Regions from separate parts of the Mus musculus genome. Here all the other regions are linked to region 5. The links are chromatin contacts, called in public ChIA-PET, HiChIP or PLAC-seq and promoter capture Hi-C maps. All regions are on one chromosome and are shown on one strand. Each heading gives the region's core, a stretch centred on a gene start, on an enhancer-like site or on the middle of the called end of the contact. The rest is flanking DNA. Distances are from core to core; before and after follow the strand shown.

Evidence for each region. Promoter capture Hi-C pulls out the DNA fragments that hold promoters and counts their contacts. ChIA-PET counts read pairs in DNA pulled down with a chosen protein or histone mark. HiChIP or PLAC-seq counts read pairs in DNA pulled down with a chosen protein or histone mark.
Region 1: an RNA polymerase II ChIA-PET map of memory CD8 T cells shows a contact between it and region 5, with 6 read pairs. The contact joins the promoter of Hk3 here to the promoter of Grk6 in region 5. A contact is called at or near these places in 1 of 39 promoter capture datasets (embryonic stem cells) and 1 of 115 datasets of contacts at active chromatin or transcription factors (memory CD8 T cells).
Region 2: an H3K4me3 HiChIP or PLAC-seq map of embryonic stem cells shows a contact between it and region 5, with 15 read pairs. The contact joins the promoter of Txndc15 here to the promoter of Grk6 in region 5. A contact is called at or near these places in 7 of 39 promoter capture datasets (the HPC-7 cell line, cranial neural crest, embryonic stem cells and 4 more), 2 of 115 datasets of contacts at active chromatin or transcription factors (both in embryonic stem cells) and 2 of 9 other capture datasets (liver and pancreatic islet).
Region 3: a contact with region 5 is called in a promoter capture Hi-C map of erythroid cells, with 2.2 times the contacts expected there. The contact joins the promoter of Uimc1 here to the promoter of Grk6 in region 5. A contact is called at or near these places in 7 of 39 promoter capture datasets (the C10 cell line, erythroid cells, fetal liver and 3 more), 2 of 484 Hi-C or Micro-C datasets (the G1E-ER4 cell line and cardiomyocytes), 2 of 115 datasets of contacts at active chromatin or transcription factors (memory CD8 T cells and pancreatic cancer cells) and 1 of 9 other capture datasets (liver).
Region 4: a FOXA1 HiChIP or PLAC-seq map of pancreatic cancer cells shows a contact between it and region 5. The contact joins the promoter of Fgfr4 here to the promoter of Grk6 in region 5. A contact is called at or near these places in 1 of 39 promoter capture datasets (neural stem cells), 1 of 115 datasets of contacts at active chromatin or transcription factors (pancreatic cancer cells) and 1 of 9 other capture datasets (liver).

The regions. Positions count from the first base shown.
Region 1 is chr13:55,019,442-55,025,496 of GRCm38.p6, reverse strand. Hk3 (hexokinase 3) reads left to right here and starts at 4,112. Exons shown (of 19, transcript NM_001033245.4): 1 at 4,112-4,351; 2 at 6,050-6,055.
Region 2 is chr13:55,710,063-55,716,197 of GRCm38.p6, reverse strand. Txndc15 (thioredoxin domain containing 15) reads right to left here and starts at 1,548. Exons shown (of 5, transcript NM_175150.3): 1 at 1,354-1,548. The coding sequence starts at 1,420.
Region 3 is chr13:55,095,768-55,102,016 of GRCm38.p6, reverse strand. It overlaps Uimc1 (ubiquitin interaction motif containing 1), which reads left to right and starts at 1,717. Exons shown (of 15, transcript NM_011307.3): 1 at 1,717-1,820.
Region 4 is chr13:55,150,100-55,154,577 of GRCm38.p6, reverse strand. It overlaps Fgfr4 (fibroblast growth factor receptor 4), which reads right to left and starts at 1,760. Exons shown (of 18, transcript NM_008011.2): 1 at 1,651-1,760.
Region 5 is chr13:55,442,903-55,448,989 of GRCm38.p6, reverse strand. It overlaps Grk6 (G protein-coupled receptor kinase 6), which reads right to left and starts at 3,659. Exons shown (of 16, transcript NM_001112711.2): 1 at 3,430-3,659. The coding sequence starts at 3,481.

The DNA.
Region 1 (6,055 bases), core at 2,863-5,362, 420 kb after region 5:
ATAGTGGCAGCAGTGAGTTAGTGGTGTTACTGTACTGTTATATGTCATAAGTATTGAAGTAGAGGTGGAAAGGCCAGAGAGATGGCCTCCAGCAAGAAGAGACATATCTCTAAGGAGTGAGCACACTGGGAGCCTGGGTCTTACACACTTATCTCTCCTGGGGTCTCTGGGTAGTTCTGAAAGATTGCTAGCTCACGGAGAATGTTAAAGCTCCATGAGCTTAAACTATTGCTATAACCTGGGGGGAAGGAGAGACGTTTGTCTAACATCATCACAGTTGTGTTCCTTCCTTTTGTCCTTAAAAGAGCCTTTTGTCAGAAGTTGTGCCTGACCCCCTTCCCCTGGGCTCTTACCTTCTACAGACTTTCTACTCAAATAGATACTTGTGCCTGTGTGAGAAGGTGGCCCTTGCCTTATGTTGACACAAGCTAGAAGGGCCAAGAACCAGTGCTCTGCTGCAGCCCTTGGCCAATGAAAATAGAAGTTGGAGTATAGAAGTAACCCATTTTCTTCATGTCTCAGAACAACTGAGGCACATTCTACCATATTCTCAGGGATTCCCTTGTACGGTTGGATCACCATCGTGCCCATAACAGCGTAAATATGTGTACTGTCTTGGCTGTCTTCTGCTAACTCACATCCAAATCCCCTCATGACTAGGAATGAGACCCATACTCTTGGGTCCATGTAAGTGCAGGGTGTGCACTGGGTGAGTCTGAGAGGACTCTAAGTCAGCATTCTGTCTCACTTTCATCACTCTAGCCCCAGCCCTATTTGGAACCTTCTGAAATAATCTGAATGATTAGGCCTACTTCTGGGGAGCCCAACCTGGAAATAGACATCTTGAGTCTACTTAAAAAGATAAAAATCTGAGCATATTGGCACACACCTTTAATCCTAGCACTGGGGAGGCAGAGGCAGGTGGGTCTAGTTCAAGACCAGTCTGATCTCCATGGTGAGTTAGTTCTAGGACAGCCAGGACTATGTAGAAAGGCCCAGTCTCAAGACAAAGATAAACATTGGGTCACCCAGAAATAGACCCAAGGACTCTGGTAGCGCTTGTCATAAGCACGACTTAAGCTGGACCTTTCACTTCCTGTTCCAGTTCCATATTTTGATAAAACAGCTGAGAAACTGTAACCCCTGGCTGGGCAGTACATGTGGGGGTGATGGCCATTGTGCCCTCCCCAACATCATATTTTACTGCCTGTATGGCTAGTTGGTATCCAATACACTTGCAGCAAGGCTGATGTTTACAGGTCTAAAGCAAATCCTACAGAGAAATTCCATGTTTTATACATGGGAAATCCAGACTCTGGACCAGCCAGATGGCTCAGCAGGTGAAGTACATGCTGTAGAAGCCTAATGACCTAGGTTCAATCCACAAAGTCCTTGGACCTCCACATGTTCACTGTGGCATGTACTCCCCCCCCACACACACACATGCACACATCATGTACACAGTAATAAAAAAACAACAAAACCCACCTAAACTTTAGACTCAGAAAAATGGAAAGCTTCCATAAACCAGTTGGGAAAATGGGTTGAGTTTGAACTTGGGTCTGATACCATGTTGATGACTTTGGAAATTTGAGTTTGGGTTGGGCTACTTGCCTGTGAGGCCTTAGATTGAGTTTAGCCCATGGGAGTTGGAGAGAGGAGAAGGGAGGTTGTGAATTGATGGAAAGTTGGTGGTTGCCATTGGGAAGGTGAGACATTGTCGAGACTCTGGAAGAGTCCTGAGAGCCTGTGCACCAGAAGCAGGCTGCTTTCTTGCTGTTTCAATAGTCTGGGAGCTGTTGAGCTTGAGGGAGAGCTCTTCCATTTAGTAAAAGTTAACTGAGACTTACTCCATATTAGAATCCAGAACCTGCTACCAAGTCTCGTAAGGTGGAAGAAACATGAGAGCCCACAGTTGGGTAGGTAAGGTAAACACAGGTGATTTTAATAAATACAGTAGACTGGTTCCCAGCTGGGATCAGAGCGGGGCCTACTTGTTGTGGGGGTCAGGGTTGGGATATGGGAGTCCCACTGTTGCTAACTGAACTTAGATGAAAGGGGAATGGACAAAAGGGATGGAGAGGCCAGGGATATCAGTAGGTCATTGTAGACACATCAATAGGAACAGAGACTCAATGGAAGCAGGGCAGTGCCTGTGAGAGCCATGAGGCCTATCCAAAGCATAAAGAGTATGGAAGATGATCGGGAAGCTGGCTATGGGCATTGTAGGCTGAGAGGAGCATAGCAGGGAGGACCTGGCCTTCCAGCCCAGCGGTGATATCCTGGTTTTGCTGTTTGGCTCTCCCCATTCTACATTCCTTCTGGGTGGCTGCAGGCTGCACTAGGAGGTGTTGAGGGAGCCTTGTCAGGGTTTGACTCTCCTTTGTTGGTTAGTAGCCATCCTGTGTCCTCTTGACCTTCGCTGGCAAGTGCTGTGCCTCTGTTACAGACAGGACTGGACCAAAATGTTCACAGACGTCAAACCCTGGCCTTGACTTAGAAGCTCTCTGGCACTGTGACAACTACAGCCAGGACAACCCACTTCCTGGTGAAATGAAAACGGGACTTTGAGAATCACGGACAAAGAGTCATGAAATAACTTCCAGGAGCATACCCTCATGCTGACTAGAGTCTGCCGCTGTCGTGAATCATAGCTTGGCTTTCGCTTTCAGTTCCATAATCTCCCCCGACTAAATGGAGTTAAGGCACTGGAGCCTCAGACTAAGCATGGTGCTGTGTTGTAGAGCACGGTCAGTTTGCCTTCCCCTACATCATTCTTGACTTCTCTGTCTCTCAAAGCTTGTATGTCTGCTTGGTATCCAGGAAACTGCAGGTAGGGCTGTATTTGCCGTGTTTATAGGTCAGATCACATCAAAGCTGCTACAGGAGCCACCTCTGCTCGCCTGTGTCCTGTGGAGGCCTTCACTAACTGAATAATAGCATGACTGCTAAATAGCAGTCTTGTGCCCACCAATTTGCCTGAGTTCTAACAGGCACTTAGAAGCTGCTTTTGTTAGGCATTGTGTCTGACTACAGCTTGCTCTGCATGGACATGCTAATTACTCAGGGAGTGCCTGTCTCTCTGACCCATCTCTTCCTTCAAGGCTGAAGGCACAAAGTTAGGTCACGTCCTAAACCTCAGTCATTTTGTATTCTGGGACCAGCAAAGTCTCGCAGGATAGCACTTTCCTCTCAAATGACAAGTGTGGTATCCAGACTGGCCTCCTTTGGATGACAGAAGAGCTTGTCAGACTACCTTGCAGGATAAGAGCTGAGAGTGAGGGGGTGGAAGCACACCTGGATCAATACTGCTAACTTATGTGTATCTCTTGACTCTGCCCCACTCCTTCACTGTTTGAGCATAAAGCTCTTCTAAGTACCCTGCAGAGAGTCCTGGAGGTCACTGGACCCCTTTATCTGTCCCTCTTCCAAACACACACTGCTTTTCATTATTATTCATTTCTTTAGTTGATATATTGGGGGTAGCTGAACACACACACACACACACACACACACACACACACACACACACACATGCTTAGTTCCCCAAGACTGTATTTCAGGAAAACAGTTAAGTGGAAAAGCAGTGTAGTGGCCAGTAGAGTAGCTCCACAGAAGCTTAAGAACTCTATCTTCCACAAGAGAAGACCCCCAGGCAAACCTCTTGCCCCATCTTGCCTTACGGACTCTTTAGACTTCTCGGCCTGGCAGTTACTTCTTCCGCCATGTATCTCAACTACGGGCATTCTCATTAGGTCCTGAGAGCTATACCTGATTCTATCACACACACACACACACACACACACACGCACGCACGACTCTTGACTGCATACATGCTCTCTTCTTTGTGAAAGGACTTCACCAACTTGCCCTGCCCACTCTCCTGCAGTCATGATGGCCCTTCCTCTTAGGCTCCTACATTGCTTCTTACACAGTTCTGCTTACTACATTTTGACACGTTGCCTAGTTCAACCACAAATTTCTAGGCTGGTCTCCGCTTCTTTCCAAGGAACTTGGCACTTGAAAACTTTGTGTATAACACGAACAGCGCTCCTAGCGCTGCTGAGAGAATATTTTGGAGTTCTTAACCTCGTTGGGCCTTCAACTTCCTGTGGTCATCTGGCTTGTTTGTACCATGGCCCTGCCCATTCTGGGCTCCGTTGAGAGCAGATTTGTAGGGAAGTGCCCTTTCCTGAATTAGCAGATTTCGGTTAAGTGGCTACAGAGGAAGGTGGAGCTTGGGGAGCTGACCCAGAGTTTTCACTTTTGAGTTTAGTCCAGTATCACTGTGGTCATATTTGGGAGAAGAGCTGAGCCCCCGAGGAAGGTGATCAACTTCTGAATCTCCCAGGTAAGCACTTCCTCTAATTCCTGCAGGCCTCGTCTCAAGCCCTCGGCTTATCCTATGGCTAATGGAGGTTAGCAAGACTGTGCTATGAGTTCTCACTGGTGACGGTGGTGCCCAGCCTCAGGACCGGTCTCTAGAATACCATTCAAAAGCAGCACTTTGGAACCATGTCTGATTCAGATGAGAAAAGTCAAGAAGCTCTTAATTCAAACATGTGTAGACTTTCGACTTGTTTCTGGTGACAGTGGAATGGAGACATGCCCCTCACTGGAAGAAGAGAGAGGTCCAAATGTATGAACCTAGAGTTTAAATCCTAGGGTTCCTTGCAGGAAACCTCATCGTCTGGCACGTGCGGAGTAAATGTTGAGTGTGCGAGCAGGTAAGTATGTGAATGATTGTGTTAGCTGGGCCTTGAACGAAGATAGTTGCGTCAGTTACCTTATTTTATCCTTTAACAGACTACTGGAATGTATGTTCTCTTCTGACAGATTGGAAACTAAGTGGTGATACACACACACACACACACACACACACACACACACACACATATAATTTAGGGGAGAGTTGTCAGAAACAAATTTCTTGCTTTACCAAATCTACTGCCTCCTTTTGAGACAGGGTCTCACTATGTGGCCCAGGTTGTCCTCAAACTCCTGATACTCCTGCCTCAGTCAACCAAGTGCTATGTTTACAGGCACGAGCACCAGGTCTAAATTTGCCCAACCCTGTCCCGGAATTGAAGTGCAGAGGTGACTCAGACATCACAAGGTTATGAGGCTAGCCCTTCAGAAATGGGGACCAACTTAAGTGAAAACTAAAAAGCAGATGACAGGGAGTCAGCATGTGTGGAGTTCAGAAGCTCAAGGAGTAGCAAGAGGAAGCTTGGGGTGAGGGCAAATGAGGATCCTGCAGTAGTACCACAGAGTTTGGCTCCATCTGTGGGAGGAGCCATGACAGCGTGAGCCGGGCTAGATTCAACCTGCGGAAGCAGAAATATCAGGAGACTCCTGGAATAGTCAGTAGTTGTGGGGACAAGAAAGAGAGGACAGGCATTAAAGTTCTTTCTCAGAGCCCCAGCTAGGGGCTAAGTGACTGTTCCCTTCTAAGCAAAACTCTTGATGCTTCTGGCCAAGTTGAGGGCAGATTTGTGGAAGGCTAGTGGAGAAAGGAATCTGCCTTTGTTGTGTTCAAGGGACCGCTACACTGCCATGGTGTGATCTAACAGACTGCTAGGATTGGCATTTGGATTAGGTCAGTGCCTGACTTGGAAGCTCCGACACACGAGTTTTAATGGTGAAATGGACTGAGTGTAGAGGAAGGCAGAAAGTTGTCCTTGGAGGCTTGGAAACCGTCCTATGTATTTAAAGGCAGAGGAGAAGAGTTACTTACTGATGAAGACCCAGGAAGACTGGGTCATGATAGACTGTCTGCAGGGGCCAAGGAAAGAAAGAATGCAGGAGCAGAGGGTCTCCAGAGGCTTAGGACTGGGCGGGAGGGGAAACATCGTCACACACACTTCTCAAAAACACCTGCCTCCTGGTGGATTGCTAAGGATTCTTTACTGGTCAGAAGTTTTTGGTTCTGTTTACAACTCCATTCTTCGTTCCTTCTGGAAGGAAAGAAGTTGTGAGTTTGAGTTATTGCCTCTTGGAGCCTGTAGACTAACCAGTCTTGAATCCAGTTAACCCTTCTCTCCTATAGGTAGTC
Region 2 (6,135 bases), core at 299-2,798, 270 kb before region 5:
CCTGTAATAAACACTGATGGAGGGTGCCGAGACTTATTACAACACTCTGACCCCATTCTCTGCTTGTTCCAGTGCCTTCTTTTTGAGAAAGAAGTCTAGAGAGCCAACTATTCCATATATCATCTTTTTTTTTTTTTTTTTTTTTTTTTTGGTTTTTCGAGACAGGGTTTCTCTGTACAGCCCCGGCTGTCCTGGAACTCACTTTGTAGACCAGGCTGGCCTCGAACTCAGAAATCCGACTGCCTCTGCCTCCCAAATGCTGGGATTAAAGGTGTGCACCACCACTGCCCCACTTACATCTTCATTTTAAAGGCTAGTGATTAAATAGATTGAAAATTTCAATTTTTGGCTGTGAGATCTGACAGACACTGGCTTCCATCTCAGGCCCTCATCTATGGCTGCATAATATTGAAAGAGGATTTAGGTCCTGAGTCTCAGTTCCAGGTTGGGCATCCCTAAATGGAAACAGCCCTAGGCAGGCAGGAGGATTGGGGGGAGGGGGGGTCGGTCTGAGCTGTCTCAAAACAAAGGACAATAGCAACAAAAAATGTTTGATGTAAATCAGGCAGTGGTGGAATTTAATCCCAGCACTCGGGAGGCAGAGACAAGCAGATCTCTTGATCTCTGGCCTACAGAGTAATTTCTAGGACAGCCAGGTTCCAGAGAGAAACATTGTCTCAAAAAAATACTAACTAATCAACTAAAAATAAATAAATGAATCCAAAAGAAAAGAAAGAAAGAAATGGTCTTTTAATAGGAGTGGATAAAAGAGCCATGAACTAAGAAGGCCTCTCTCTGCTCCCCACTCTAGCACAGAGTGGCTCCTTTACCCACTTAAAGGGGTCCCCACATAAACACGGGCCCCAGGAATCTGATGTTGGTTTTTGGTGTTTTCTTCAGACAGATCCCAACTAATCTAGAGTGGCCACTTTCAAACAGTGGCCCAGCAAGAGCGAACTCCAGCGTGAACTTTGAAGTCGGAGAGACCTCAGGCTCTGATATTACTACTAAGTGCGAACAGGCAAATAGCTTATTCCCTCCGAGCCTCCTCGTCTCCAGCCTGTGAAATGAAGGTATTAACGGAAGCAGTCTCCCGCGGCGGCTGGAAGGACTGGAGGAGATCTGAGCTCTGGGATTCTAATCAGGACACAACAAAAGTCAGGTGTCTGCGTTTGACGGCTGATCATAAAGTGCGCATCGCAGAGGGTATCGGGCCAGGCCCGCCGAGGGGCCTGGGCAGGCTCGGCCTCCGCCGCCCAGCACCCCCACCGCCACGCACCGTCCCGCACCGCCCGCGGGTGGCAGCGCGTCGCCCCACGCAGCCGCCTTCGCCGGACCCCGATCCGCACTCACCCTCCAGGCCGTGGGCCGGAAGGCCCAGCACCCACAGCAGGACTTGCCACCAGCAGAGGAGTTGCATGGCGCGCGACAGGGAGCCGCGGCGACAGCCACCGCGGTGGAAGAAAATCGGCGCACCGGCAACCGGAGTCGCACCCCCCGCCCCAGGGAGACTACGGGGAGGAGAGCCCAGAGCGCAGGCGTGGCCGCGGGCCGCCATCTTGACTCCTGGCCGACGCTGCAGACGCCATCTTGGAGTCGGGCGGTCGGCCTCTAGCCAGGCCTGTGCGACCTGTACTGGAAGCCGCTTTTGGGGAACAAGTATCAAAGTAGGATTCGAGCAGCCATCAATAGCCATTCCCATGAGAACTCCTCGCTGCTTGCGACACGTACTGAACCTGTGTGCGGAGTTAATACCTTTCATTTCAAGAGACAAAAAGGCCAAGAAACTTGTGCACAATGGAGGAGGGACAGAACCTTGGGAAATCACAGATAGTCTGATGTATTACTTCAGCATGTTGCACTAGCTTGTGTTGCCAGACAGAGGATAGATCCAGTTAAATTTGAACTTCGCGGGCTGGTGAGATGGCTCAGTGGGTAAGAGCACCCGACTGCTCTTCCGAAGGTCCGAAGACTGAAGTTTTAAAAAAAAAAAAAAAATTTGAACTTCGCATAACTGCTGTATGTGTGTATGTAACTGTCTATCCTATAATTTGCTACTTCTGGCAAATTGGTTGGTTGGTTTTAACACTGGGACTCCTAAGATAATGACACTTAGGGGGGCTGGAGAGATGGCTCAGCAGTTAAGAGCAATGACTGCTCTTCAAGAGGTCCTGAATTCAAATCCCAGCAACCACATGGTGGCTCACAACCATCCATAATGAGATCTGATGCCCTCTTCTGGCAGGAGAATTACTGTGGGTTCCAAGCCAGTCTGGGCTACATCATGAATTCCAGAACTGGCCTGGGCTTCAGAATGAGACCTTGTCTCAAAAATGAGAGGTGGGAAAAGGAAGGAGAAAAGAGTGGAGGGGAAGGGAGTTGAAGAGATGAGAGCAGAAAGGGGGAGGGGAGAGGGGAAGATAACTTTGAGATTAAGAGTACATACTGCTCTCGAAGAAGGCCAAGGGTTATGAACCAAAGGTCTTGGCAATCTGAGTCAAGACGCTGTAATACTTAGTAACTTAGTAGCTGGGTACTAGTCCACTGTCACTCAAACTCCAAAGCATGTGCCTCTAACCTGAGTACTTAAGTCCTGTAAGTGTCTGGCATTTAAAGCTCAGAGCCTGAGCCTGGAGGAGTGACTCACTCATTAAGAACACAGGACCAGGGTTTGATCTCCAGCACCCACATGGCAGCTCACAGCCTTCTTCACCTCCAGCTCCTAGGATCCAGTACTGCCTCCATCAGTACCATACTGTGCACACATATATACAAGCAAGCAAAGCACCCAGAAACATAAAATGTAAATAATTTTTATTTAAATAAAAAATTTTAATAAAAGTTTAATTTTTACTACAATCTTGACAAAATGGGAAATTACGGTCATCTGAGGAGGGAACCTCAACTGAGAAAATGCCTCCATATGGTGGGGCTGTAGGAAACCTACAGAGCATTTTCCTAATTAGTGACTGATGTGGGAGGGTCAGCCCATTGTAGGTGGGGCCACCCAGGCATGTTGATTCTGGGTTCTATAAGAAAACAGGCTGAGCAAACCATAAAGAGCAAGCTAGTGGGCTGGAGAGATGGCTCAGCGGTTAGGAACACTAACTGCTCTTCCGAAGGCCGAGTTCAAACCCCAGCAACCACATGGTGGCTCACAACCATCTGTAATGAGATCTGGTGCCCTCTTCTGGAGTGTCTAAAGATGTCTACTTACATATAATAAGTAAGTCTTTTTTTAAAAAAGTAAATAAATCTTAATCTCAGCACTCTGGAGGCAGAGGCAGGAGGATCTCAGGGTTACAGGCCCAACCTGGTCTATATACAGGGTCCAGACCATCTAGGGAGAGATAGTGAAATTGTCTCAAAAATAAAGAGTAACTGGGCGGTGGTGGCGCACGCCTTTAATCCCAGCACTTGGGAGGCAGAGGCAGAGGCAGGCAGATTTCTGAGTTCGGCCTGGTCTACAAAGTGAGCTCTGGGACAGCCAGGGCTACACAGAGAAACCCTGTCTCGAAAAACCAAATAATAATAATAATAATAATAATAATAATAATAATAATAATAATAAAATAAAGAGTAAGGCTCCCTGTCACTACCAGCCTGTGCCAGCTCTCTTGAGAAACAAGGGGCATCTCGCTAAGCTCTTCGCAAATGCATGATTCATAGGATTTGTTTCTAGTTACGGTGTTTTCAGGTTTATTTTTTAAATGGATTTATGTGGGTTTGCATGTACTTAAATGCACCACAGGCATGTAGATGCCTGAGGGAAGCCAGATGACACTGGATCTTCTAAAACTGAAGCCATAGGCAGCTGTGAGCTACTTGCTGTGGGTGCCAGGAACGGAACCCAGGACTGTTGCAGGATTTTTCCCTGCCTAATCACATTAGGGCAGCAGAAGGCCTGTGGTTGGACAAGGAAAAGGGAGGCAGCACTAAGAGTTGCAGAGACACAGAGTCTGGGGGAGGAAAGAGGGAGGAGAATGGAGGACATAAACCAGCCATGGCTTTACCCAGCCACAGGTAGTTATGATATCATAAGATCAGAATAACTGGGATAAAGCTTTTATCATTATCAATTGGTTCTAAATTATTGTATTGGCTTCTTATAAATTAAGGATTTACTGATACACAAATCTGACTGGTTAATTATAAGCTTCAAGAGTTTTGCCTTACTTGGTTACTGGAATGTGGGACCACCGATAGTGGGAAGGGAACTAATGGTTCAGCCAGATGTTGCAGGAGGGGGGGGGTAGCTGGAGAGAGTTGCTGGTGGCTGGAGCACAGGAGCATGGTCCAGCCCAGCCGGGGAGTTGGGGGATTGAGAGAAGGAGCACGGAGAGTTGGCGTGTTAATTTTTAATATTTCCTGCAACATAGGACAGCTGCAGTAATAGTAGTAGTACATGCTCTGAAAGCCCTTGTTTGCTTTTTTTTTTTAAGATTTATTTATTTATTATATGTAAGTACACTGTAGCTGCCTTCAGACACACCAGAAGAGGGAGTCAGATCTCGTTACGGATGGTTGCTGGGATTTGAACTCAGGACCTTCTGAAGAGCAGTCAGGTGCTCTTACCTGCTGAGCCATCTCGCCAGCCCCTTTGTTTGCTTTTTAAAGACAATTTCTCTGTGTGTAGCCAGCAGGCTTTGAATTCTTGATCTCCTGCCTTGGCTTCCCAAGTGCTATGACTGTGAGTGTGACCACCATACCCAGCAGAAAGAGAAACAGCGTGGGTGCAGAAATGTGAAGTGACTACCTTCTGGTTTTGTAGTTGTTGTTGTTAGTTTTTTTGGTTTTTGGTTTGTTTGGTTTGGGGTTGTTTGTTTGTTTGTTTGTTTGTTTGTTTGTTTTGAGACAAGGTTTCTCTGTGTAGCCCTGGCTGTCCTGGAACTCACTCTGTAGTCCAGGCTGGCCTTGAACTCAGAAATCCACCTGCCTCTGCCACCCAAGTGCTGGGATTAAAGGTGTGCACCACCACTGCCCAGCTTACCTTCTGTTTTATAACCAAGTCATTTCATTTTGCAATGAAAGATATTTAAATATATCCTGAATTTGTTTAATAAATGTTGGGGAATATATTCAGTAATTTTATCATCTTTGTGCTGTTTTTATAATACTGACTCAATGTATTCGTTTCAGGTTCTACTTTTGCTTATGTGTATCTATGTGTGCCTTTGTAAATTTACCTGTACTAGATGTATGCAGTTGACTGTGGAGGCCAAAGGGCATAAGATTCCCCTGGAACTGGAGTCACAGGCAGCTGTGAGCCTCTTGATGTTGCCCTCACAGTTACAACAAAGATCCCAATGAGGTCCTTCAGTAATTTATAATTTACCCAAGATGTTTACCATACAAGACTACACGGTGAGTTCCAGGCTGGCCAGCACTAGGGTTACATAAGACGACTTTGTCTCTAAGGAAGATATTTACTCCAATTTGACACACTAGGAAACAAAACTTAATGTTCAGGTCTCACGGAAGATTCCAACAAGGCTAAGGCTACAATATTAATCTGAATTCAAAACCTTTCAAACCATGCGGTGTTGATCGCCAATTCACTTCATATGCTATGCTGGACTGTCCCCCGAAGTCCTCTGAGGTAAGGACATTATCCACAGCTTGGTATTGTTGCGGTGGAAGAAATGCTGAAAGAGGTCTCCTGGGAGATCACTAGTTCAGTGGAGGTGTGCCCTCAGTGGGTACCCCAGCACCCCATGTCTTCCCCCTTTCTCTTCCTGGCCACAAGCCGAGCAACTTTGCTCTACCCAGTAATCCCCGCAAGAGCTGCTGCCTCAGCACAGGCTCACGAGCAATGGAGCCCCTGGGTCTGTGAGCCACAGTGAACCTTTCCACGTTATATGCTTGTCATCTAGGGTAGCTGACATAGCAGCAGAAAGTCAACATGTGCTAGTAACCATGAGAACCGCTTTTATAAACATTTATATAAACTAATTTAGGACTTGTACCAGTGGTGCATACCAGTCGACCCAGCCTAGGAATTTAACACCAGTGACGGAAGCACAGGAAGGTCCTGTCACAAAATAAATAAGTTGGTTCATCTTATACACTAATAAGGTGCCTTTAGAGAGGGGTTTAAGATTACCAGAGGCGATAATCTCTAAGATTAGCTTCCAG
Region 3 (6,249 bases), core at 468-2,967, 350 kb after region 5:
AAAAGCAGCACCAGTTCTGGGCTCGAGGTCTTTTCGCCTCTACAATCAAGCTCTCCCAATAAATGTGTGCAGAAGGCAGCATTGGTTCTTCGCAAGACAAAAACCAGTTCAGACCAGATCGGCCTTTCTGTTCTTCATATCTGAATAAATCGGTCACACACTTAAAATAGAGACTGCTCAGAGATGGGAGTGTGCACAGCCTGATGCTGGCTCGGGTGGAGGATTTGAGATTGCAGGGTGTGTTGGAGAGGAACCCGTGTCAAGTACATACAGATAAAGGAGCGGAGCTGCCAAGTGGAATGCAGCCCCGCTTGGCTTATTACTTGGGCAGCTCGGGCCAGAGTCAAAGTTGTGGCATGTGTCGTTAGTCCTGGTTTTTGACCCCTAGCTGAGGTCCTGTTTATTCCACTTTCTATTTGTCTCCTCCTCCCATTGCTTTATCATTACCACGATGTATCCATCTATCATCTGGTCCATTAACCTATGCTTTTAGGAGTACTGTTTCCCACAAACTATGAACTACTTTTTGTAAGCTTATGAAAAGCATATGAGAGTGTTCACATTTGTTGGCTTGCTATAATTTCAGTGAGACTACCCACCACCGTCACCACCACCATCCCCTTTTTGGGAGAGGTGGGGAAACGGACCTACCAATGCCTTCTGAGTTCTGAGATAAAAGTCCTGGCTTCAGTAAGATTTTTTTTTAAGATTTATTTTTATGTATATGAGTACACTGTAGCTGTCTTCAGAAGAGGGCATCAGATCTCATTACAGATGGTTACCATGTGGTTGCTGGGAACTGAACTCAGGATCTCTGGAAGAGCAGTCAGTACTCTTAACCACTGAGCCATCTCTCCAGCCCCTTCAGTAAGATTTTTTTGTTTGTTTGTTTTGTTTTGTTTTTTGTTTTTTTGTTTTTTTTTGAGACAGGGTTTCTCTGTATAGCCCTGGCTGTCCTGGAACTCACTTTGTAGACCAGGCTGGCCTCGAACTCAGAAATCTGCCTGCCTCTGCCTCCTGAGTGCTGAGATTAAAGGCGTGCGCCACCACGCCCAGCTTAGTAAGATTTTTTTAGGCGCTATCAAACCTTGAGTTTTATTTGTTAAATTTTATTGTAGGAATATTTCATATTTTATTCACCTTTGACATTTCTGCTGTTGCCTTTTTTTTTTTTTCCTCCTCAAGGAAATGGACTTTCTGGAGCATATATTTCAAGGAAATATATGTTGTAGAAATTTCAGTATTATTATTATTATTTTAGTTTTTTTTTTTTTTTTTACTTTTTATTGGTTCTTTGTGGATTTCACATCATGCACTCCATCCCACTCATCTCCCCCTACAATCATACCCGCCCTCCACTCTTGTAATCTCTCCTTAGCAGAGAGCAAGATTCAGTATTTTTGTGTTTTAGGATGCTTAAATTCCGCTAAGACGATCAGACATTAATTAACATTATACCATCTGAGAGTTTCTAACTAGTCATGTGAACATTTAATTTGAACGTAATTTTGGATTCATGCAAATAAATTAACCAGAGGAAGCTTGATGCAGCAGAGCTTATTTCGAAGGGTGTCTAGGGACCCTATTGGCTTTCTTTGGTTTCCCCTAAACCCCTCTCTTAACAGCACTCAGGGACCCAGGAACTGTGTGAGCATACAGCGGCCCACAGGGCTCCGCGCCTGCGCGCCCCGCCCCTCGCCCCGCCCCTCCCCGCCCCTGCCGCCTCGCGCCGCCGCGCGGGCTCTCCTCTTTCTAAAGAGTTGCGGCCGCTCGCGACCCCCAGCGTTCAGGAGGCGCTGGGCGGCGCTGCCAGATCCGCGGTGAGTACGCGTCGCCTCTGCACTCCGCGGCCGTCGGGGCCGCCTGCTTCTCGCTGTCTGCCGGGCGGCTGCCGCTGCTCCCGAGGCGCGCCTCGCAGCGACTAGGCCTCTCGGCCGGGCGGAAGCCGATGCCGGCCGGGTCGCTCTCGCAGCTGCCGGGCAGCCCGGGCGCTCGCGCCCCCCGGGGTTCCCCTCCCTCTGCGGGCGGCGGTCGTCGTCCGGAGCGCCCTCTCTTGCTATCCGAGCTTCCTGGTAGCCTGGTCGCCCGCCCGGCTAACGGACCGTCCGAGGACCGCCTAGGCCCGCTGCCTGCCCCACGTTACTTTGCTTGTCTTGTGGTAGTTGGCTTCATTAGTTCTTCGGCCGCCCGAGACACCGCTACCACCCGGGTCTCTCTGTGTAGCTCTGGTTGGCTTTGAACTCACAGGGTACCCAAGATGGCTTCTATAGAACTCGCCAACCTCCTGCCTCAGTCTCCCGAGAAATATTTTCCCCTGGAAATCTATCATTTACCACTTAACGTAGCCAGTCGAGCCTAGTGCGTTTCTCTCGTGGCTGATGACAGGCGGTGTGTCAGAAACCTGTGAGACCAGAGCGTTGGTCCTCTCAGAGATGGAGTTGGGTGTGAATCTGGACCACTTCGCTCCAGGCTTCTTGCATGTAGTCATCATATGATGTACGGGCAACGCTGCGGAAAAAGTGAGCCCAATGGTTAGGGTGTTGTTGGGTTTGTAGCACAGTCAAAGAAAGTCTACTTGTGGAGCCAGACGCATGAGTGTCATTTCCCGGCATAGCCACTTGCCAACTCCTTTTTTACTAAAGTTCCTAATGTGTTAGGGCGCGTTAGGGTTCTTGAGAGAAACAACCTCAGTATTGGGTGTGAGAAACCTACAAGTTTGTCTATTGATTCAGGCAGTGATAACTTATTGCTCCGGGTGCGTTTGAAATCTTTTATTTTTGCACACTTGTGGGCACACTGGGTGTGAACACACACACGGGCACACACACACACCACCCTCCACCACTACACCGATGTTAGTGGGAATCTTCTTAAATGTCTCTCCATCTTAATTGGGGCAGGGTCTCTTGGAGTTGGTTGGTATGTCTGGCTGGCTTCCTCGGGGATCCCCCTACTCACTATCCACCTGCTGGAATTTACCCACTGAATAATCTCCCCTGAATTCTGTTGCTATATGTGTATGTATGTGTGTGTGTAAGAGAGAGAGAGAGAGAGAGAGAGAGAGAGAGAGAGAGAGAGAGAGAGAGAGATTTTATAGGTATGCATTTACTTTACTCAGTTACAGAAACAAATCACTTTTAATTGTAATCAATTGATAAAGGAGTTTATTCTATCAAGCTTTCTCACTTCTTCTTTTGTGCTGGAGATCAACTCCAAGAGCCTTGTGCATTTATAAGTTTTATTTTATGTTTTTGAGACAAAGTCTCACTATATAGTTCTGCCTGGCCTGAAAATTGCTATGTAGACCATGCTGGCTCAAACTTACAGGGATCCTCCTGCTTCTGCCTCCCAAGTGGTGGAATTCAAGGCTCTATTATTGTTATTATTATTATTATTATTATTATTACTACTACTACTACTACTACTACTATTATTACTGGTTTTTCGAGACAGGGTTTCTCTGTGTAGCCCTGGCTGTCCTGGAACTCACTCTGTAGACTAGGCTGGCCTCAAACTCAGAAATCCGCCTGCCTCTGCCTCCCAAGTGCTGGGATTAAAGGCATGTGTCACCACTGTCCAGCTGGCTATGTTTTTTTAATAAAATAAAGATAAATTTTATTTTAAATTTTAAAATAAAAAATAATTTAAAAAATTGTTAGAACCTGCACTCCTGTGTACATGTATACACAGACACACTTAAAAATATTAAAAAGCTGGGCAGTGGTGGCGCACACCTTTGGGAGGCAGAGGCAGGTGGATTTCTGAGTTCGAGGCCAGCTGGTCTACAAAGTGAGTTCCAGGACAGCCTGGGCTATACAGAGAAACCCTGTCTCGAAAAACAAAACAAAACAAAAAAAATGGGCTGGAGAGATTGCTCAGCAGTTAAGAGCATTGACTAATCTTCTGGAGGTCCTGAGTTCAAATCCCAGCAACCACAGGGTAGCTCACAACCATCCGCAGTGAGATCTGGCGCCCTCTTCTGGTGTGTCTGAAGACAGCTACAGTGTACTTACATACAATAAATAAATTTTAAAAATTAATAATAATAAAAAATAAAGTTAAAGAAGATGTCAACTATAAGTATCATAAATTACAGATTTTAGAAAAATTACTTGTATTGAAGATATAGCTGCTATTGGCATACTGTTTTTTAGTAATACAACAGGAATAGGAAATGTGTAAGTTAGAAGCCACTTCATATAGGGTATTTTCCTAGGGGTATTTTTCCTAGGGTCCTAATTAACTTCTCCAGGTTTCTCCTATGCTAATTCCTACTTTGATGTCATATGCTCGTCTAGCTTTAAAGGTTACTTCTTTGTTTTTGATGTTGTGGTGGTGCTGAATCAAACCTAGAACCTTGCACATGCAGGGTGGCTAGCTACTGAGCTCCATCTCTAGCCCTTCACCGTGTTTTATTACCCCTACCCCATATCTGCCTTCAGGTCATATCCTCCTGTGTCTTGTCCTTCTGTAGCTTACTTACTTATTTATTCATGTAGCTGCTAAGGATGGAAACCAAAGCCTTGTACATGATAATAACATGCTCTACTACTGAGCTATACCCCAGTCGTTTTAATAAAACATTTAATAATTTAAATATCTACTTTATGCTACTGATTCATTCAGTAAATATTTCTGTGCGTATACCATGTGTTAAGTAGAGATTCTTGTTAGAGGTGCTATAAAGGTAATGGAGTCAGGCATGGTTGTGCATACCTTTAATCACCACTCTTGGAAGGCAGAGGCAGGCTCTGTGAGTTCAAGGCCAGTGGGTTCTACATAGTGAGTTCTAGGCCAGCTAGAGCTGTGCAGAGATATTGGAGTTAGGTTTTTGGATTAGCAGGTAAAAATGGCAGTGTTTTACTTGTTTGGTTAGTAACTTTCCTGAACTTGTTTCCTCATAAAAACGACATGCTTTTCAGATTTCTTAGAATGACTTGGAATAGTCACTGATGAAACACATATTACTGCTTAAAATTGTTTTTAAGGTATCATTACATATAGTAAAAGGAACCATTTTTTTTACTATTTTATTAATTTTTATTTATTTATTATTAGATATTTTCTTTATATACATTTCAAATGCTATCCCGAAAGTTCCCTATACCCTCCCTCTGTCCCACTCCCCTACCCACCCACTCCTGCTTCTTGGCCCTGATGTTCCCCTGTACTGGGGCATATAAAGTTTGCAATACCAAGGGACCTCTCTTTCCTGTGATGGCCGACTAGGCCATCTTCTGCTACATATGCAGCTAGAGATATGAGCTCTGGGGGTACTGGTTAGTTCATATTGTTGTTCCACCTATAGGGTTGCAGACCCCTTTAGCTCCTTGGGTGCTTTCTCTAGCTTCTCTATTGGGGGCCCTGTGTTCCATCTTATAGATGACTGTGAGCATCCACTTCCATATTTGCCAGGCACTGGCATAGCCTCATATGAGAAAGCTATAACAGGGTCCCTTCAGCAAAATCTTTCTGGCATATGCAATAGTGTCTGGGTTTAGTAGCTGATTATGGGATGGATCCCTGGGTGGGATAGTCTCTGGATAGTCCATCCTTTCGTCTTAGCTCCAAACTTTGTCTCTGTAACTCCTTTCATGGGTATTTTGTTCCCTATTCTAAGGAGGAATGAAGTGTCCACCCATTGCTTCCCTCTTCTTGATTTTCTTGTGTTTTGCAAATTGTATCTTGGGTGTTCTATGTTTCTGGGCTAATATTCACTTATCAGTGAGTGCATATCTAATGACTTCTTTTGTGATTGGGTTACCTCACTAAGGATGATATCCTCCAGATACATTTGTCCAAGAATTTCATAAATCCATTGTTTTTAATAGCTGAGTATACTCCATTGTGTAAATGTACCACATTTTCTGTATCCATTCTTCTGTTGAGGGACATCTGGGTTCTTTCCAGATTCTGGCTATTATAAATAAGGCTTCTATGAACATAGAGGAGCATGTGTTCTTATTACCAGTTGGAACTTCTTCTGGGTATATACCCAGGAAAGGTATTGCTGGATCTTCCAGTAGTATTATGTCCAATTTTCTGAGCAACCTCCAGACTGACAAAAGGAACCATTGTTAACTGTGACTTAAGGTACATATGTAACTACCACCCAAATGGCAATAATACATTTTCAGCAACCCTGAAAGTTTCATTCTGTCCTTCCCAGTGAATTTTATTAGTAACCAGTGTTTTGATTTAGATCATTTGAAGTTAATTTTAGCTTTATTGCCCTATAATTCATATACA
Region 4 (4,478 bases), core at 511-3,010, 290 kb after region 5:
TGGCACACACAGGGCATCGGTGAGACATTCTCCCAGTCCCCATACTGAGTGTGCACCGGCACCGTTTGTCTGACATGACTCAGTCTCTGCTTCTGATATGGAGTTTAAGTCTGATACACAGACTTGTCCACATGCTGTAGTGGAGCATCTGTTTCACAAAAGGAAGACTCAGACCTAAGCCTTAACTTGACCAGGGAACCAGTGGAGTCCCAGGGACGCACAGGCTGTTACCTAGTCCTGGATAACAGCCAGGTGTCACCAGCATCTTTGGATCAGTGTTCTTTTTCTTTGGGGCCCTGCTCTTGTGAGTGTGCGCGCCATCTTTGCACAGGGGCCATGCTAATCTCCGTATCAGGCCAATGTTAGTGAGTGACAGTTGAAGAAAACAGCATGATTCTTAGAAGATGCATTCCATACTTTACCAAACTGGGAACCCTGCCGAGGGTTTTTCTCAGCCCACTGCTGAGGAAGACTCAGGCCTAATCAGTCTACTGACCTCAATGTCTCTCAGCTCCCCTGCCCCACAGAGACTAGGTCATGGTCATTTCTCGCTTGGTATCTTGGCAAACCTTGGTTCTTCACTGCCCACTAGTTTTTTTGTTTTGATTTTGTTTTTTCTCCCTGTCACCCAGATTACAAGCCCCTAAGGGTTAACTGCAGGACCCTCCTGTTTCTTTTTCTATTATTTTGAGACAAGTTCTCACTAAAGTTGACCAGGAAGACTGGCATTGAAACTCACTCTGCAAACCAAGCAGGTCTACAAATGGTGAGGCTCCTGCCTCAGCCTGGCTAGTACTACCCATCAAGGCCCATGTGCTGGGCCCAGCTTTTCTACGCTTCATTTTAAATGCCAGTGTCAACCTTGTAACTCCCACAGTCTGTCCCTTCAGTAAATTCTAAACGCCGACATGTTTGCTCCCTTGCCTGTACCTCCGTGTTCCTCTATTGCCTTAAAACCTTGATCTGTCCCCTACCCCCTAGTTTGCTCGGCCCATCTGCAAAAGACTCCTACCACACCCTGCAAAGCAGAGAGGGCCATGCTTCATCTCCAGCTTGGGTTGGGGCGGACAGGTCCGGGGAGGTTTTATTCCCACTCACAGGTTACCCTGAACTCACAACCACAGAATTCTTAGTCTGGTCACCAAGGCTGGCCCCTTAGGATCGCTAGCACTTGGGACTGTCATCAGAGAGCGCTAAGTTGTTCACCCTCCTGCACTCACGCGATGAGGTACTCTGTGCAAGCGACTGCGAGCATTACTTTTTTTTTTTTTGCCAGGGGCGACAGTGCTCTTACTTTAATGCCCCCACCCCGTCGCTCTTGGAGGGAGGTGCACGTCAGCGGTCCCCGTGCGGAGTTGCATAGACAGCTGGCCCATCGCCCCCGCCCCGGTGGGCAATAAGTAACCAGAGCGGTGACCAGGGTGCTCTTTGAACGGAGGGGGACAAAAGGCCCTGTGTGCGCTGCGGGTTACTGATTTACCGCCCCCTCCACCCAACCACTCCCGCCGCGCGGGCGCCAAGGTCCCCGGGACAGAGGGGGCAGCTCGGGAGCTCCACGGCCGCTGTCCCCACGGCGGCCGGGAGTACGGTGTGTGGCCCAACTGGCCCAGAGCTAGAGGGCTCCGCTCCCGGCGCAGGGGCCCGGCTCACCTGGCTCCTCCGCCGCCCGGCTCCCGCGCGCGCGGGTCACGATCCCGGCAGGGCTGGCACACTCACCCGCCCGGAGCTCCTCCGCCCCGGGCCGAAGAGCCAGGAATGTCCCTGCAACTGCAGCGTGGCGGGGGGCTGCCCCCTCCTGCCCCGCCCACCTCGGACTCCGCCCCTCCTGGACCACTTCTGATCTGAGAGGCGTGGTCCGAGACCCGGCAAATGTCAGCCCGGTACCCTAGTGCGGGAGCTCCCCGTTGGGACTGGATCGCCCAGTCTCAGTCGTTCCGGGGCCCCACGTCCAACCTGCAAGGTCTAACTTGCTACCTTGCTCTATCCTTTGCTCTTCCTCAATTTGGCACTCACCAGGCTCTCTGGTTTTCCGTGAAATCACAGAACATCAGAGAGACCTGACCTCTCCTTGGCCTGAGCGACCTTCAGAGGATATTTAAAATATATCTCGGTCGGTCGGGGTGGCGGCGGCGCACTGGGGAGGCAGAGGCAGGTGGGTTTCTGAGTTCGAGGCCAGCCTGGTCTACAGAGTGAGTTCTAGAACAGCCAGAGCTATACAGAGAAACACAGTCTCGGAAAAGAGGGGGGGGGGAGGGAGGGAGAGAGAGAGAGAGAGAAAGAGAGAGAGGAAAAAACTTTAAACTTTAATTTGTAAAAAGTTGTGCTTTTATTTTTAAAAGTTTAAATTTTCACTCTAAAAAGTTTTTTTGTTGTTTCTTTTTGTTTGTTTGGGGTTTTTGTTTTTGTTTTTGTTTTTTCAAGACAGGGTTTCTCTGTATAGCCCTGGCTGTCCTGGAACTCACTTTGTAGACCAGGCTGGCCTTAAACTCAGAAGTTTGCCTGCCTCTGCTTCCCAAGTGCTGGGATTAAAGGCGTGTGCCACCACTGCCCCGCCCTGACTGCTCTTCCAGAGGTCCTGAGTTCAATTCCCAGCAACCACATGGTGGCTCACAACCATCTGTAATGGGATCCGATGCCTTCTTCTGCTGTGTCTGAGAGCAGCTACAGTGGACTCACATACATAAAATAAATAATGCTTTAAAAGAATACTTCCTCTGGTTTTTACATAGATAGTGTTGTGATGACATGGTGGTCTGGTCCACATGTACAGACCTCCTCCTCCTGTGTTGCTCCCCATCCTATCCCTGGGTCTTTGCTCACCCATCCCCTGTTCCTAGTCTAACCTGCTCTCTATTGGTCTGGCACTTTGGTCTCCGTTCAAGGCCCCAGGACATCCCTGGGGATTTGCCAAGTCCCCTTTGTTAGGATGGAGAAAAGAATGAGCCCTGAATCTCAGTACTGTCTATCAGCCTTGTCTCTGTCTTTGTTTGCTCCTCAGCAAATCAGTAAATGATAGTAGGCTGCTGAAGAGACTTGCTGGAAGGAGAATTCACATGTTCATATCTGACCTGTGAGCACTAACAGCCATTCTTTCTTCTTCGCACTTGGCAGGCTGTAACTGCATAGTTGTTATTCATGTAATCAGCTGGGGACCGACCACTAAGCTCCCGGAAGCCAGGAACTGAGTCAGTGGACTTCACTTTTGTATCTCAAGTGCCTGGCACACAGCAGGTGCCTCCAGAGAGCTCCACCCCCACCTGGCTCAGGTGTATCTCATCTACCAGCACTTCTGTCAATCGAATGGACTGTAGCTTAGCTATGAAGTCAGCCAGGCCAAATTTCACCTGAAGTCCCAAGATGTTTGCCTCTATGAAGCGTTTTGGAAAAAAAAAAAGCTCAACTCAGGCCATCTGCAGAGCTCCTAGCTATCACTCAGGGATGAGAGCCTGCCTGGGAAGCAGCAGCTTCCTTTCCTTCAAAAAAAAAAAAAAAATCAGTGGGGCATGGTGGCACACGCCTTTAATCCCAGCACTCGGGAGGCAGAGTCAGGCAGATTTCTGAGTTCGAGGCCAGCCTGGTTTACAAAGTGAGTTCCAGGACAGCCAGGGCTATACAGAGAAACCCTGTCGAAAAACCAAAAAAAAAAAAAAAAAATCTATTGTGTGCATGAGTGTGCTTGCGTGTGTTACCATGAACCATCAGTGTGGACTCTTGGAAGAAACAGCATGCTCTAAACCAATTCTCCCTTCCTCTATTCATATCTTGACTTTTAACCTTATTTACACTTTAATTTCATTATTCTGTGTGCACGTATGGCTGTGTGCACGTACTGCATGCAGTGATGGTTTGGAAACCCGAAGATCTTGGATCCACTGGAACTAGAGTTATGGATGGTTGTGAGTCACCATATGGGTGCCAAACACATGCATGCACACACACACACACACACATGCGTGCATGTATACACTCAGGGTCCGGGGAGAGAAAAAAAAAGTCTAGCATGATCCACGTGATCCACCAGTCAACAGTCTAGCCCCTCAAAAGTGTCCAGGAGGAAGGAGGTGTCTAGCTGGAGGACCTGCTTTGCAGAGAGCTCACCTCAGAATGCCAGGACCTCTCTTCTCCCGGTCCTCCACGGACTCCACTTATTAAATTCAGTTCTTGGGGTCCTTGATGAGCTGACAACAGGAGCTAGACCCTACAACACAGATTTCATTCCAATCCTGAGGTGTATCCTGAGCCCTTGCTAATTAACTAAGAACTTCCTGTAACCCCACTGTCTTCCAAGGTTCCCAAGGCCCTCAGACTGTCACCCCCCCACCCCCGTTCCAAACATATACTCTCTAAATCTCTTGACTGAACGGTTTCACACTCTCACAGGATCTTTCAGTCAGTCAGTCAGTCAGTCAGTCAGTCAGTAAATTGACTGGCAAGTATTTTATTGAAGGTTTATTATGTGACTGTGCCCCGTTCTGTGG
Region 5 (6,087 bases), core at 2,410-4,909:
GCTGGGCAGTGGTGGGGCACACCTTTAATCCCAGCACGTGGGAGGCAGACACAGGTAAATCTGAGTTCAAGGTCAGCCTGGTTGGCAGAGCAACTTCCAGGACAGCCAGGGCTACACAGAGGAATTATGTTTTGGAAAAAAAAAAAAAAAGAAGAAAAACAAAAAGAAGTAGACAAGACAAGAAGCTGGGCATGGTAGCACTTGCCATTCAAAACACAGGTGGATCTCTGAGTTTGGGGCCAGCCTGGTCTACAAGTCAGTTCTAGAACAGCCAAGGCTACATAGTGAGACCATGGTCTTTAAACAATCAATCAAGAAAGTAGACAAAGGTACCACAGTGGAGGGTATCACATAACAAGCCAAGGCACGCCAGCCAGAGATCCTGTGTCATATGGGACACATGTGAGATGCCAGAGGCAATCTGAACAACCCCTCACCCCTGTAACACCAATCACCGCACCAGAACTATCCCCTGCCCTCAGCAAGGGGGTGGCAGGAGGATGCTCCATCATCCCCCCACCCCCACCCCACTGATGCCTTCCTTATTTTATTTGGCTGAGCTGGCTGGGATGCCTTCAGAGTCTGACAGGTAGGCTAAATGTGTGCTTCAGGAGTTCCCACCCCCACCTGCGGAAGTAGTGAGAGACAGGCAAACTAGACTAGAAATTTGAAAACTAGGCACAGTCTCAAAGAACCAAGTGAACAAAAAAACCCACATTGCAGACAAACAGAGCACGTCAGAATGGGACCCACAAGTGTCTTTGGGACAGCACATGGGGACATCAGAATGACGGGAGGAACCTGGGCCGTGCAGCCTCCTGGACCTGAATCTCCAGGGTACACTTCCGGTCATCACTGCACAGTAGGATGAGTGGGAGCAACTGTGTCCAGCTCCCATTAGGACTATATAGAGAAGTAAGACCTAGCTCCAATTTACTGACAACCTAGGGCAACCAAGTTCCGTAGCCAGGCCTCAGTTTCCCCAGCACTGCCTCTATCTGATCCAGTGCAAGTGATGGAGGGGGAGGAGCTGCCTTCTGGGAAGAGGTCACAGCTGGGTCCCTAATTGGGCTCCACGAGGAAAGAGGAAGTGCTACAGCGTCCCCTTGAGAAACCCTCTCTGGTGGCCCAGCTACAGCCTGTACCCCATGTGCCCCACAGCCATTGCCTCACTGCAAGTGAGCAAGAAACCTCCAACTCCTTAACCATGGGCAAGCCTCCCCAGAGGGAGCTCCCTCCCACTCTCCCTCCACCCCAGGTTCCCCACCCAGCCCTACATTTTCTTGCCTCACCCCCCCCCCCACTTCCTCCTCCCCATCCTCCCAGCTGTATCAAGACAAGAGCAAAAAGTCACATGCAAATATCCTGTCCTAGAACCAGCTGCCGATCTGTGGGGCTCCTCTCCACCCTACTCTGCCCTCCTCCTGTAGGCCTCTGGCACTGGGGAAAGGAAGAAATCCAAGTGAGGGTACGCACCCCAAAGATCATCCCACCTAGTGCCAGATGACATACAAGTTAGGCTCTGGGCAGTGGATTCTGAGGCTGAGGGTAACAGTAGAAGAGAATTCAAGCCCAGCTCTCAAATCCAAGTTCCTTACAAGACTAGCGTCTATTAAAAGCCAACTGAGCTGTATCCCAGCACCTGGGAGGCAAAGGTAGATCTCTGAGTTCAAGGCCAGCCTGATCTACATAGCAAGGTCTAAGTAAGCCAAAACTATACATATAGTGAGACCATCTCAAAAACAGAACCTACAAAATAAAGCCAACTGTATGCATATACCACAGGTTTCCCAACTGCTGTGAGGGTCTCTGGTCACTTGGAAAGCTGGCCTCAAGCTGCTAGCTGTTTTGTGCACTGATTCTCACACAAGCAGTCCCTAGGTATAGAAGATTTCGGGGCAATGAGGCTTTCCTTAAAATTTACATGTAAAATAAGGAAACGATAATGTTGAGGGACAGAAAGCAGGTTAAAGGCCATGCAGGTGTGTACAGTGCTGTCACAGCAAGTCCAGGACACAGGACCTCTAGAGGAGGCACTAGTCCTCATTTTGGCCATGATATCCTGGGCCAAGATCCAGTAATGCCGGCTCACCTATGCAAAGGTGCCCACAGGATCTCGCCCAACAAGGCAATACCCTCAGCAGAGCTGAGCCCCAAATTGGCTAGCCCTAGGAAGTGAAGCCTGGCCTTGGCTCTCCTTATCCCTCCTCCCTGGCTGGCTGCATGACGAGGCAGAACAGAATCAGCAGATGCCCCCAGAGGCTGAGAGGAAGGCCCAGCCCCTGAGCTTGATAAGGGACAGGAGATAAGATTGCCTCCCTTGGGCACTAGGGATCCAACCTGCCCATCCCATTTCCAGGTAACACCTCTCTGGGTGTGACATGCACCAAGTAGGCAGAGGACATCAGGGACTGCGGCACACTGGGGACTTGTCTGAGCTACCTATAGACTCTACTGGGTATCTGCCTGACCCTAGGTCAATTACAATCTCTGATCTGAGCTTCAGTTTCACACCTGTAAACTGATATAGAACAGCGAAGCTGAAGGTTCCTTCATCATGGAAACCCAGCAGAAAGTGGAAAGCTGTCACTGTGTCCCTCCCTGGAGTTCCAAAAAGAAAAATCTTGTTGGTGTTTGCCCACCAGCACCCTGGACAGAGTAGGGCACTACAGGTATCTAATGATTATGTCACTCTATGTCGTTTGTCTGGCTCTAGTCATCTAGGACCCATAGAGCCAAATAACATCTGGAGTGAAACCAAGGAAGAGCAACTCCGCACCATATCCATGTGCGCGCACACACTAAGTCGACCAGACTGGCTTTTAGCCCTACAGTCCTTATAGCCCGTTATGCTCGTCTCTCATTTATTTCCCCGGTGCATCTGCCCTAGTAGGTCAAAGGCTTGCTAAATGCCAAAAACGTTACCCATGCACCCGTTTTTAGTGCCCAGAAGCTCCAGGTGAGTGGTGGTTCTGCATGTAATGTGTGTGTCCAGAAGTTTCCCCCTGTCGGTTGGGTTGTCTATACAAAGGCTCGGCTCATTCATTCTCTAATCTTTACCGATTACCAACTTTGTGCCGTTCAGGGCATCTGGGCCTGGGGCACGTGGGGCACCTTCCTGCCTCTCACGTAGAAGAGGCCTCACACGCATTCCTCTGGGGCTCATGTTCCACCTTTTCCCTTCCTTCCCTTTCTTCTTCATCACCCCCAAACCCGACTTGAGGCCCATGGCGCGACCCCCGCCCCTCCTGGGCCCCGGGTTCCGGGGGCAGAAGCGGAGGGCCGGAAGGGCTCATGTCTGCGCTTAAGAGTCCGGGTGCAGACTCCAGGGCACGAGGATAACTGGGGCCCGGACGCCTCATGGAGCTCGGAGGTCGCGCGCCCGCGATCCCCGCGCCCAGGCCTGGCCGCCCGCCTGCCTGGCCTCACCTTCCCGGGCCTTGAGTAGCACCGTGTTCGCTACGATGTTCTCGAGCTCCATGGGCTGCAGCGCCGCCCGGCCCGCCAGGCCGCGCCGCCGGCCGGGACCGCCCACGAGAGCCGGAGCCGATGGCGATCGGCGCGGCTCGGCTCGGCTCGGCTCGGCTCGGCTCGACTGACCGCGCCGCGGCCTCCGGGCCCCACCGGCCTCCGGGCCGCCGCCGCCCGCCGCGTACTCTGCGCCCCTCCCGGTCCACCGGCGCCCGCCCCGCCCCGCCCTCTGTTTACTTGGCTCAGTCAATGGGCGAGCGGACGCTCCCCGCGCCGGACTACTATTGGTCAGCCTCTTTCTCTTGCCCCGCCCACGGAGCCGGGAACTCGCTCCCTGCGGAGAGGGGGAGGGCCCCGTTGCGTCGCCGATTTCTGGTTGGACTGCGGACGGGATTCGGCCCCTAGGTTCGAATTTCTAGGCCTTCGTAGGATGCCGAGCTGCCAATTAGGGCCGAGCCTCTGCCGAGAAATCGGAGGTGGGGCCTCTCGGGAACCACGCCCAGAAGACCCAACATCTGATTGGATTAAAGACGTGTCGACCATCCAGCTTTGCGATCTGATTGGGTGAAAGGATGGGGGCGTGGCTGTGTGTCTGGTGCGCCGACGGGATTTCTAGGGTTTTGTTGGGGACACGCTGTGTCTCCTGCCGGCTATCAGGTAGCTTGGTTAGAATGGGTGTCCTGCCGTCGTCCCTTAGGTCAGCTGCTTCAGAAGGGCGCGCTTCCAAAGCTAGCAGAGGACCGAAGGAAGCTATTGCCTTCCCAGCAGCGCTTGCCTCCAATTCAGCCGCACCCCGCACCCCCGTACCCCGCCCCCGCAGCCGGATGTTGTGATTTCTCCCCTCCCACCCGTCCGGCGCCTTCGGCCTCTGCTGCCTTATAAGGCAGCGCAACCACCCCAAGTCGTTGAGGATGAGTTCACACCCATTGTACAGGTGGGGACCTGAGGCGCTGGATGTTGAGTGGCTGGCTGCACGCGGAGACCGGGAGTGGGGGGACAGGTCCGAATTTTGCATCTCATCAACACAGTGTAGTTCAATCCCCCACTTCCTCATCACCACCCCTTTTCGCACAGCAGGAAACGGAGGCTTGCCCAAACTCGGGAATTAAGGAACAACCGGATTCAACTACATGTTTTTGATCCATATTCATTCATTTTTGAAAAAAAATATATATATACTGCCACTGCTTTTTTTTCCCAGGCACCCAGCCAGGTGCCGGATATAGTGGTAACAGCAAGAAAACCAAACTCTCAGTGCTTACGTGCTAGGCGGGAAGAAAGGTGGTAGCTGTCCTGTAAGTGAGCACATTAATGGGTGGTTTTAGAATGAATGCTACTAAAACAAAGAACTAGAGAGGACGCTTTGTGGTGCCTCGCATGCCCCCCCCCCCCCCGCCCCATGTCATTAAAGGACCAGAGTGGTCACAGGCTATGACTTTTGAGCAAATCAAGAAGCGGCACCACGCCTAAAGTTAAGTTTGGCGAGGACTAAAGCATAAATGTTTCCAGAGTCCTGTGTTCTGAGGTGAGCCAAAAGCAAACCATGGTGACAAAAGGGTGTCAGCTAGACCATGGAAGGTGTTGTGGTTTACAGAGAAGGGTTTGTTTTGTGAAATGTGAAACTCCTGGAAGGGTGACATATTTACCAATGATAGTTCAGACTAGTGGATGATTAAGCACCAAGTGAAGACCGTTGTGTCCAGGTGAGACCTGAGGGCTAGTGAGAATGTGCACCTGTGAAGGCTTGACCTCATGGAGGATGGAAAGAACCTGGATAAAGAACACTTTCAGCATCCTCGAGGATCCTGTAGCTGGCAAGAAGGCTCAGGTGGTAAAGGCGCCAGGGGGCAAGCCTGACCAAATATGAAGACCTGCGTTCGATCCTGGGATTCATCTGGTAGAAGAAGACAGTCAACTGTATTTGTTCTCTAGCTACAAACAGATTAATAAGTTATATAAGTAAACAAGTCTATCTAAACAAGTGCAGAATGAACAAGGGTCAGGAGAAGAGGGGAGGGTGCTCAATATATATAACACCTAAGGGCAGAGCGTCTGTAGAATTTGCAGTGGGCATTGGGGTGGGCTCGGGAACCATGAAGTGAGGAGAGTGTCTTGATGGAGCCTGGATCCAGGATGTCCTTGGACTTCATTTTGAGGGTAATGGGGAGTCATGGAGGCAGATTTTTAAGGAGATGAGTAAATTTGCTTTCCTAGAGGGCTCTGGGCTATGAATGGCAGGCAATCGGTTTTGGTGTCTAGTATCTGAACACTCTTCCATCTGGGAGGAGTCCTAGGAGAAGCAGAGGCAGGTCCTGACTCTAAGAAAATCTGAAGGCACCTAAGAAAGGGCAGTGGTGGCGCACGCCTTTAATCCCAGCGCTTGGGAGGCAGAGGCAGGCAGATTTCTGAGTTTGAGGCCAGCCTGGTCTACAGTGAGTTCCAAGACAGCCAAAGCTACAGAGAGAAACCCTGTCTCGAAAAACCAAAAAAAAAAAAAAAAAAAAAAAAAAAAAGGAAGAAAGGAAGAAAGAAAGAAAAGAAAATTGGAAAAGACAGTGAGTATTGGTCCTGGGTAGCAGACAGTATTACAGTGTTTCCGACCGGGCCTTTTCCAAA